3 separate regions of the Zea mays genome follow, and all the other regions are linked to region 2. A link is a contact called in public Hi-C data. All regions are on one chromosome and are shown on one strand. The core of a region is the stretch at or near the end of the contact, and the rest is flanking DNA. Distances in the headings are between cores, read along the strand shown. Region 1 holds the start of LOC103638804 (putative pentatricopeptide repeat-containing protein At3g13770, mitochondrial). Region 2 holds the start of LOC100273300. Region 3 holds the start of LOC100384546.

Region 1 (3,416 bases), core at 748-3,247, 130 kb after region 2:
CGAGGTAGTACCCCTGGCTGTTGCACCACCAGATGCGCTACTCCACTACATACATCATGTTCGAGGACACTCAGACAACATCAGCAACGTCCATCGTCCCAGCGCACAAGAATTCATGTCCGGTCAGTAGCGACTTACGTGGCAGGTTGGGCTTCAGGTGACGATGAGCTGGACGGCGTGATGGCATCGTCGTCGGATGCGGTGTCCAGAACAACCCGAGAGTCGTCGACGTTGGCGACAACCATGAGGCCCCCCTCCTTAACGATGGACAGCGCGGTGCAACTGCTCTAGACCGCGTCCAAGCGGCGGCTTCGCGGGAGCTTGTCGTACACAGTGGCGCATGCGGCCACGTAGGACTGCTTCTAGAGGTCGAACTGACAGTCGCCAAGCTTCTTCTCGTCATTGATGAGCGACGCCAACACGAGTGCCTCCTGCTCATGGTGTTTGTTCGGGGTTTCAAGTAAGAAACATGGATTCATGCTTGGCGTTGGTTTATGAAAATGACTCACAAGTCTGATCCATGGAAAAAATATTACGAAGAATAAATGTCACGCATGCAAAAAAGGGAATTTAAGTATAAAACATTATTCAAACAAAAGAAATTGCATGCAAAGCTCTTCTTTAAATAATATTACCTCCATCCAAAAAATATAATTCAAGAATCTCGGTAATACTTATCTACTACTACGCATTGTGCAAGGGTAGCAAGTGAGCTTGGTGAGAGATGTAGTAGATGTGTTTCCTGTCATAGATGCAGACATAAACACACATTTTGCTTGAGAGGTCACGGGTTCAAATCCCCTTGAGGGGAATGGGAATGACAGAACATGGGAATGAGAAACGCAGAACAAGGAATGCGAATGGTGGTAGAATGGGAATGGCAGAACAGGAATGGTGGCAGAACACAGAATGGCAGACTACTCTTGCAGCCTTAATAAGTAGTAGAGATGTGCAAAGGCTTGGTAAATGAGCATGAAACATGAATAAAGCTTAGATCTGATGCATTACGACAAGCTTATATCTGATGTAGTACCATGTGCAATGAAGTAAGAACTTCAAGCAGTTCGGGGAGGAAACGACCATCGATGTCGACAAGAGGGATCTGATGCATTACGACAAGCTTATATCTGATGTAGTACCATGTGCAATGAAGTAAGAACTTCAAGCAGTTCGAGGAGGAAACGACCATCGATGTCGACAAGAGGAGAGGTGAGCGAGAGGAGAGTGACTAAGTGAGGCGACAGGGAAAGGTGTCGGGGGGAGGTGTGTTCCTCGCACACCTGAAGCCACTTTGGCCCATAAGGAAAAAGCCGTCGTGGGCTATGCCAATGATGAACAGCTTGGAACGCCTGAATTCCCTATTCTCGAGTATGTAGACGAGAGGCCGACTTTTGCACTATTCGGACCAGCATAAGAGATCTATTTGGCATCCAAACATCCATTTCTGCAGTCCTGAAGACTATCCAAGAGTCGTGCAGCGTACCGAACCCATGTCTACAATTTATATTTGTTATTTTATAAAAAGATAAGGCATCGTTTTCGTTGGAATTGAATTTCATTCTAATAATCATAAATTAAACACAAACTAATTAAGTTAATATATTTGTATATGTAATATATTTGTTTATGTTATAGACTAGAAAATAGAACAATGTGCTATTAGTTGTATATTAGAAAAGTTGCATACAAATCTATAGAATCATTTTTTATCTCCCACCCTATGAATTTGAGATAACATTATATATAAATTTTGGAAAGTTATGAAATGTCATGTTTTAAAAAAAATAGCATAATCCGTTAGTTAGATTCTAATTCATCAAAATGAAGAAAAACAAACAGGGCATAAGAGTTTTTAATGCGTGAGTATTAGAGGGGATCGAGAGGCACATGATCACTTACTAGTTAAAAATAACTAGCAAGATATGCCCCTCAATTTTCTTTAATCCCTGTACATCTAAACAAGTCTTAATGAACCTATTGTGCTGAGTAGAATTTGTTTTTTTTTGATAATTTCATCAATTTTGTGTTCACGAGACTCTCCGTGTTAGTTTTCTCGTAGCCCCAATGCCCAATATACTAGGACCGGCCGTGCGACGACGGCGGGCAGCGGCGGCGTCGCGCGCGCGAAGTGGTCAGTGAAATGCCGGCGCGTGGGCTCTCGGATACGGCGTCACGCTTCTCATGCTCACCGCGCGCGGCCTTCGTCGGCTAGCAGCGGCGGTCTGCTTCGCACGCCGCTCCGCGTCGGCTGTGGCGGCGCTCCCCGGTGCCGGCGCCGCGCGGTTCCACGACTACGACGCCGCCATCACGGAGTGTGTCGGGAGGCGGGCGCTCCGCGAGGGGCGGCAGGTGCACGCGCGCATGGTGACCGCGGGGTACCGCCCGGCGCTGTACCTGGCGACGCGGCTGGTGATCATGTACGCTAGGTGCGGTGCGCTGGAGGACGCACACAACGTGCTCGATGGAATGCCCGAGCGGAACGTGGTCTCGTGGACGGCAATGATATCCGGATATTCTCAGAATGAACGGCCTGCCGAGGCCTGGGATCTGTTCATCATGATGCTCAGAGCTGGTAGATCACTTAAATCTTGTCTTTTACTATTCTATTGCCACCAAAGAGGCTCTTGTCATCTGTCTAACAAACTGACCAAATAAGATAATGATGTGGCCTTGGACCATAGTGGTCTTAATTTCCAATGCAACTGGTTTAATTCTCTAATGAGCAAGTATGATGAATAAAGCTATCTAATCTGCTTGGCACGATAATTCATATCTGGTATCCAAACTGACTTTGATTTCCACGATGTCTCTACTGGGTGCATGATCTGCTTGGTCAGAAGAAGTTATTCTCTATGAAAATTTGTTGGTTATATACTTCTTCTGTTGATGCATTATTGTTATTTCCATAGGTATGTGTGTCACACCACTATCTTTGAACTAAATTGTATAGCTTTGCCGTCATCATTGTATCATTATCTAACAATATGTTAAGCCTGTCCTAGTAATCTGTTATGTCTGTTTTTTCTTCTGCAACATTATATCCATTGACCATCAAGTTTGCAAATTTGTTCATTGTTATAGGACGCACCAAAGTTTTGACATCCTTCTAGGATGGTATATACAATGCTATGTTTTCTAACTTATTATATCATATGTGTAATCAATTTTACTTGTAACTGACAGGATGCGAGCCTAACGAATTCACTTTGGCATCCGTCCTTACCTCCTGTACTGGCTCTCAAGGCATACACCAACACCAGATTAAGCAAGTCCATGCTTTTGCCATCAAGAAAAATTTTGAGTTACACATGTTTGTAGGGAGTTCCCTTCTTGACATGTATGCCAGGTCAGAGAATATCCAAGAAGCTCGGAGGGTGTTTGATATGCTTCCTGCAAGAGATGTTGTTTCCTATACC
Region 2 (3,482 bases), core at 838-3,337:
CGGCTTCGCCAAATAAGGAAAGAGATCCGCACCGGACTGTGTCCGGTGGTGCAAGGCAAGAATTGCCTTCCTAGAATGCTCTCAACGGCTCCTAGCTGCCTTGGGGCTATAAAAGGGACCCCTAGGTGCATGGAGGAGCACACCAAGCATTCCTTGAGTATTGTTGATCACTCACACTTCATTCTTGCGCACTTATTCGACATTCTTAGTGATTTGAGCTCCGTTCTAGTGAGAACCTCGAGATATTGCCTTGAGCTCAAGTCTTGGTTTTGTGTGTGCGTATTTGCTGTGGATTTGAGTGTGTTGCTTCCCTCCCTTACTCTAGTGCTTCATTGTGATTCTTATTGTAAGGGCGAGAGACTCCAAGTTGTGGAGATTCCTCGCAAACGGGAAAGAGTAAAGTAAAGAAGAACATCGTGGTATTCAAGTTGATCATTGGATCACTTGAGAGGAGTTGAGTGCAACTCTCATCCGTTGGGACGCCACAACATGGAGTAGGCAAGTTTTTGTACTTGGCTGAACCACGGGATAAATCCTCGTGTCTCTTGTGCTTGTCCTTATTGTGTCTATTGTGCTTCACAAGAGCTCTCCTCTCTACTCACTTGATTTCATTGTTCTAACTCTTAATCAAGTTTGTGGTGTTAAGTTTTAAATTTTACAGGATCACCTATTCACCCCCCGCTAGGTGCTCTCAGTTATGTGTTGAGATGTATAGTTCCTCTACCCCCTCACCCACTCTCTCTTCTTTTGACTACATCTAGGAATAGTTTGTTGTTTATTTATGCAGTCTGGTTGATTGGTTTACTCCCACCAGTCATTTTGTCCAATTTACCTAGGAGGGTGGCTAACAACAGGTAACATTTGGGTGACATGGACACCATTTGAGCCCTAAGTTGTTGGGCTCAAAGTTATTGTAAGGCACTATTTGTGTAGGCTCTGTTGGCTACGTTATTTGATACATGAACTAGCTAATTTATCATGTTGTTTTTGTCCCATTTATTTGCCTATCTTTGTTTCTAGACTTAATGGTTTATTGTGCGAACAACTATGTAATGAGGTGGTTTTCTATTATGTTCATTTGCCTTTGTTGAGTTTGAGATTGATTCTCAAGGTCTGTGTTCGTCTTGGTTTTCTCCATTGCATTCGCTGCTTGTTGTTATTGCTTAGATGACAACCACCAATGACTTGAACAAAAAAATTACAACCACCATATTCATAAGCTGAGGCCAATCATATTGGTAACACAACCAATGATGTTCGTCACTGATGTTTGCTATCACTATGACTAAGCAGTTGACTGAGGCATTTTAGGTTTTGAGCAAGGGGTGCGTTAGAACTAGATGCATGTGATTTTGCTTTCTCTTACCTATTTATGTGATCTTCTTCCTTTGCAAGCCTTAGCTAACACGGTTAGCTGTTGTGTCTTACTAATTAGGCCCATGATGACAGATTGACAGAATGGACAAAGGCTTTAGCTGGCTACATGCACTTTTGCTTTGTATACTCTGTTTCTGTAATCTTGTTTCTTTGCTAGGATTGAGAAATGTGTCTCACTATGTTGCATATGGAGATGTTCTTCTCTGCTTCCTATTTTGATTGTACAGTGTAGCCATCAATGTTATAAAAATGATGAATTTTAATTTGTCTGAGGCCAAGTGCTTTAATCGGCACTAATTGTATGGTTTAATTGATAACAACTGTTGTAATGATCATACAAATTATTGCTCGCTTATTTCGCTGTAAGGGTCAGGCTGACCACATCCAACTTCTAAACACGATCTCGATTTGGCAGTTGCTGGTAGTTGGGCTTTGAGGCTGATTGTATGATGAGTGGCAAACAGTTTATCTAGATCGGGCTGGTTTGATGTATGGATACAAACATGGTGCGTTAGAACAGCAGAACCTAACAGCCCAAACCTGGGCTAGTTGAACGGGCCAAGCCGGGTACAGGTGGCAAACACGCTCTAACCACCCCTCCTGGGCCTGGGCTTCCTCTCCTCTCCCTAGGTCCCTACCTCTCCAATCTTCTCCTTCCTTGACCCCAGCGGAGGAGGAGCCACCGAGCCAGGGCGTGCGAGTGCGAACTGCGAACGCAGCAGCAGCAGCTCACGCGCGCACGGCACACCAGTGAGTGACACCACCTCTCGCCTCAGCGCCGGCCCCCCTATAAATAATGGCGCCACTCTCCCCTACCCCCGCCTCCGCCTCTGCTCCCGTGTCCTCCTCCCCTCGTTCCCTCGTCCCGGACGCCTCCGCCGCGCCGATGCGCCCCGCCTCGCCGCCGCAGGAGCTCCCCGCCGCCGGGGGCGAGATCCAGGCGGCGCTGGCCCCTGCCAATGCCTCCACCGCGGGCGCCCGCGGAGGCGGAGGCTCCTTCACGGCGCTGCTGGGACTCCCCACCTCGCAGGCCATGGAGCTGCTCCTCCCCCGCACGACGCCCCCCGCCCTAGCCACAGCGCCCGCGCCAACCTTCCCCTCCGACCCGCACCTCGTGGACCGCGCCGCGCGCTTATCCACGTTCGCGCCCCCGTCCCCGTCCCCATCCTCCACGTCCCCGGCCCGGCCCCTCCCCGCCGCCGCTAACGCCGGCAAGCGCAAGGCCGACCCCGTCGACCGTGCCTCCAAGGTAGGGTACTACATCGCGCGTCTGCATTTCCAGACCTCGCTAGGCATCGCCGCCGGACCTTGGCTCTGATTGCTCCGTGGCCGCAGGGGAAGGCGGCGAAGAAGGGGAAGACGGCGGAGGAGAAGCTCGCGGGCGGCGACGGCGACGACGAGAAGCCGGCGTACGTGCACGTGCGGGCCAGGCGGGGCCAGGCCACGGACAGCCACAGCCTCGCCGAGCGGGTGAGTTCGCCGAGCCGCTAACCGCGCAAGCTCATGTCATGGGAGGGGTTTATGCCAATGATTGGGTGATTAGGACGTGGTGACGTCGCCGGTAGACCCCTTTTCAGGGTCGCTTTCGCCACTAATCACTTGATTATTCGCCTGCATTCTTCTTCTCCAGTATGACAAAAAGTTGATTACCTTTTCTGCCTTCACAAACAAAAAATATTCACTCAACAGGCGAGACGCGAGAAGATCAATGCGAGGATGGAGCTGCTCAAGGAGCTGGTCCCCGGCTGCAGTAAGGTGTGCCTCCATTATCTCACCATCTATTACCCCCCCTCATCTTTACTCCTATCTGCATCTCGCACGCCCCACCTTCAATTTGAGTACTGAGCAAGAGCATTGCCTTTGGAAGGAAAGCCTAAACCTACGCCGTATATGTGGCCTAGCTAGCGTCGTGTAAATTCCTGCTCTCCGTTCTCCTACGCGCCCAAGGACCCTGCTCTCCCTGCTTCCGGTGGTCATTTTACTGCTTTTCAGAGGCCATCTCTGAATGTTCATTTTTTTTTCCTTCCCTTCGCTCGGCGCCCCGTGTAAAGTGTGCAACGCGGCCGTGCAGAGAAGACTAGAGTCGTCTGCTTGCCTCGCTGGTT
Region 3 (3,759 bases), core at 909-3,408, 190 kb after region 2:
AATTGTTTAGGTGCTAATTATATTGTCTAAGCGATAGGGATCACCTCAAGTCAAGCTAAAAGGAGCCAAAGAAGTTTGGCACAAAAGAGGTGAAGTTGGGCTGTTCTAGGCAGCACCAAACAGTACGGCACCACTTACATGACAGTCCGATGACTGTATGGCCAAAGTGGCTGCTCTTGGGTTCGGCCAGGCCCCCTCGGCTATAATTCGCCGGACGGTTCGCGCAGAGCGCCGGACAGGACAGTCCGGTGTGATAGTCAGCCAACGACTATCAGCACGTCAGCAGACTCCAACGGTCAGATGGTGCACCAGACAGTCCGGTGTCCCCCACCGGACAGTTTGGTGCCCATCTGAAAATGAAATTGGCTAATCAGTGAGAAATTATTTCTGTTATTGGACCAAGTGTAAAGTCTATCTGTGAGATCTAGCTCAATCAAACCATTTAGTTCTGTGATTGAATTAAAAAGAGCACTCCATCTATTTGAAGTTCCAGGATATGTTTATCTTCCATTTTCCTCAGAATGTTGAAATCACCACGAAAAAGAATACGGCCTTTGCATCTAGAACAGGTCTCTGAGAAATCACTCAGAAATTGTGGCTAAATCAGCTCATTAGAACGCGCTCCAAAAATTGTGGCTTACTGCCTAAAACAGTTACAGCTGGCTATTTGTTTCCTTGTAAACTGACGCTCTTCTATGCAACTAATTGGCACAGCGAAGTGGCAACTGAACTGAAAAATGCTGCTGTTGCAGTACAGTGGCAGTTCTGTTATTTTCACTCATCCTATTCTTAACCTGCCATTGCTCTCCGTGTTTCTGAGGTGATTTTAGACGATCAGATGCAGTTCACTGTAATTTTCATAGTGGTCCGGTTTTAGAGTATATTCAGATGTATTTCATCAATTAGGGTTTGCTTGGGAGCACGGGAGGGGAACAGGTATGTTTGAAACTAAGAAAAACAGGTATGTTTGAAAAAGCTATCGGAATTACTCCTAGACATGTAGCGATGGTCGACTCTCATCAGTATCTTTGTATGAATCTGGAAAATGACAGTAGTCGGAAAAGGTTACCATGGCCAGCTTTAGCTGTCACTGAAGCCATCTCTGTCTATTTTGGCAACAGATGGTTAGCGCATTATTGGTACTGCCTCGTCAAGGATGACGAAGGTGCAACAGAACTGAACAGGCCGTTTGCCTCCCTGCAGAATACGTGTCTAAACCTGGCGCAAAAGACAAAATGTACTAGAAGATAAAATTGGTGCAAGTTTTGGTATGCCAGCTGTGCGTCCTACTCGCTCCGAATCGTCGCCGTGGAGGCGGACCTCGTGCAGGGACGCAAGTTTTGGTATGCCAGCTCTGAGTATCTTATAGCGAATTCATAGCTTTGGAATCGTGTGGAATTCATGGCCATCGAAAATCGATTTAAGAGTTGGAGAATAGTTGGGTTTTGTATTTTTTTTTTCTATATATTCTGGGAGGAGTGGAAATGATAGTTGTCTCAATGGTAATGTACCAACCTCTGCATATGTATGAGCAGAGCTCGTACATCAACGCATCACTAGTTGTTACGGTTTATATTATTAATGGTTAGTCTTTGTTTTAATAAAATATAAAAATATTTGTGTTCCGTTGGTTAGGTAGGTGTAAACGTAGAGTCAATAACAAGGTTTAAATTCCCATTTATATGCAATTTTAACTTATTTTTGTATAGAGTGGGAAGGTATGAAATCGGGGGAGGGGGGGGGTGGGGGTAGTGTTTGATCACGCAGCATTATTTTGAGTGAAAGGAAAACATTACTGTGACTGAGACCCGCCAATCCTCATTTTGGGCCAAGAGCGATGGGCCTGGGCTCTGGTTTAAGCGCGATAATTGTAGAGATAACGAAAGTAACAAAAGAGAGCTTGCCTGCTAGGCTCGGAGGTCGAACTGATCGGGCGGCTGTTGCGGAGGAGGGGAGGGCAGTGGGCACGACGAGACCGAGAAACGTGCGTGGTTTATCCATCTGACAGTTGCATCCCTACAATTCACCGGGACACTCGCAGAGTTCGTCTCCCTTGATGCTTATCGACCCCGTACGTCAACTGATTCGCTCGCCAACCACGCCGGCGGCCTATATATACGCGCGTTTCTTCCTCAGTGTCGTTGTACCATCCCCTACCCTATGTCGCGAGCTCGGCCGGCATTAGCCATGGCGGCGGAGGCGGAGGCGGCGCTCCTGCTGCTGCTGCTCCTGTGCGCGGCGGCGTTCGTGGAGCGCGGCGCGGCGCTGCACCTCTGCACGGACCGGCTGTTCAACGACACGAAGGGGCGGCACGACGACGGCCTGCCGCACCTGACCCCGACGGAGGAGGCCACGTGGATGTCCCTCCTCCCGCGCAGGCTCCGCGGCGGCGGCCGGGCCGAGTTCGACTGGCTGGCGCTGTACCGCAGCCTGACGCGCGGCGACGGGCCGGACGGTGGCGCCGGCAAGGCCGCGGGCCCCGAGGGGCTGCTGTCGCCGGCGTCCCTGCACGACGTCCGCCTCCACGGCGACGGCAGCCTCTCCTCCATGTACTGGCGGGCGCAGCAGACCAACCTCGAGTACCTGCTCTACCTCGACCCCGACCGCCTCACCTGGACCTTCCGCCAGCAGGCTGGCCTGCCTACCGTCGGGGACCCCTACGGCGGCTGGGAGGCGCCGGACGGGCAGCTCCGCGGCCATTTCGTAGGTCCGTCGTCGCCCATCTTTAAACTCCGTCGCCACTAGCCGTGCCGTGTGCGCCAATTGGTCGATCTACAGTTGCTACTCCTCTGATCGTGTGTGCTTTCGCAGGGCACTACCTGAGCGCGAGCGCGCACGCGTGGGCGGCCACGCACAACGGCACCCTGAGGGAGAGGATGGCGAGGGTGGTGGACATTCTCCACGCCTGCCAGAAGAAGATGGGCACGGGGTACCTCTCGGCGTACCCCGAGACCATGTTCGACCTGTACGAGCAGCTGGACGAGGCGTGGTCGCCATACTACACCACCCACAAGGTACGTGAAGAAGATCAGAGTCAGACACGTTTGAGTAACCCATGGTCCAGTGCGTCGATCTGACCCATTGATTGAACCTTTGTGTCTGACAGATCATGCAGGGACTCCTCGACCAGTACACGCTGGCCAGCAACGAGAAAGGCCTTGACGTGGTGCTGCGGATGGCCGACTACTTCAGCAACCGCGTGAAGAACCTGGTGCAGATCCACACTATCCAGAGGCACTGGGAGGCGATGAACGAGGAGACCGGCGGCTTCAACGACGTCATGTATCAGCTGTACACTATAACGGTAACTAACCTTACTGTCATCGATCAGAGCTGGCATTGTTCAGCAACATATCTTGGCTTTTGGACTGTGCGTCTCTCTGCAAGCTTACAGCGTTGCTTCATACTCCCTGCAGAGAGATCAGAAACACCTGACGATGGCTCATCTTTTCGACAAGCCATGCTTCCTCGGACCACTTGGTCTCCATGTCAGTTCTTGGGATCTTTTTTTTTTAAAAAAAAAACATTCTAGTCTGGTCTACCGTCAACTGAGCGATGTAGACCTCCATGCATCTTTCAGAAAGACGACATCTCGGGCTTGCATGTGAACACGCATCTCCCCGTCCTCGTTGGTGCGCAGAAGAGATACGAGGTCGTTGGCGATCGTCTCTACAAGGTAAACGGAAAGCTGTTTCGACTTTACCAAGCACTCCTGACATGAACTATGTTAACGATAGAACTGACATGAAATGCATTGTT

The links. A called contact is a pair of places that touch in the nucleus more often than the background predicts.
Region 1: a contact with region 2 is called in a Hi-C map of ear, with 2.2 times the contacts expected there. The contact joins the promoter of LOC103638804 here to the promoter of LOC100273300 in region 2. A contact is called at or near these places in 2 of 25 Hi-C or Micro-C datasets (ear and tassel).
Region 3: a Hi-C map of tassel shows a contact between it and region 2, with 3 times the contacts expected there. The contact joins the promoter of LOC100384546 here to the promoter of LOC100273300 in region 2. A contact is called at or near these places in 3 of 25 Hi-C or Micro-C datasets (ear, endosperm and tassel).

Annotation. Positions count from the first base shown.
Region 1 is chr9:106,677,303-106,680,718 of Zm-B73-REFERENCE-NAM-5.0, forward strand. It overlaps LOC103638804 (putative pentatricopeptide repeat-containing protein At3g13770, mitochondrial), which reads left to right and starts at 1,998. Exons shown (of 2, transcript XM_008661617.3): 1 at 1,998-2,572; 2 at 3,184-3,416. The coding sequence starts at 2,182.
Region 2 is chr9:106,546,435-106,549,916 of Zm-B73-REFERENCE-NAM-5.0, forward strand. LOC100273300 reads left to right here and starts at 2,088. Exons shown (of 7, transcript NM_001360231.1): 1 at 2,088-2,626; 2 at 2,713-2,847; 3 at 3,067-3,132. The coding sequence starts at 2,174.
Region 3 is chr9:106,736,400-106,740,158 of Zm-B73-REFERENCE-NAM-5.0, forward strand. It overlaps LOC100384546, which reads left to right and starts at 2,159. Exons shown (of 12, transcript NM_001177061.1): 1 at 2,159-2,707; 2 at 2,812-3,014; 3 at 3,107-3,304; 4 at 3,417-3,488; 5 at 3,581-3,676. The coding sequence starts at 2,161.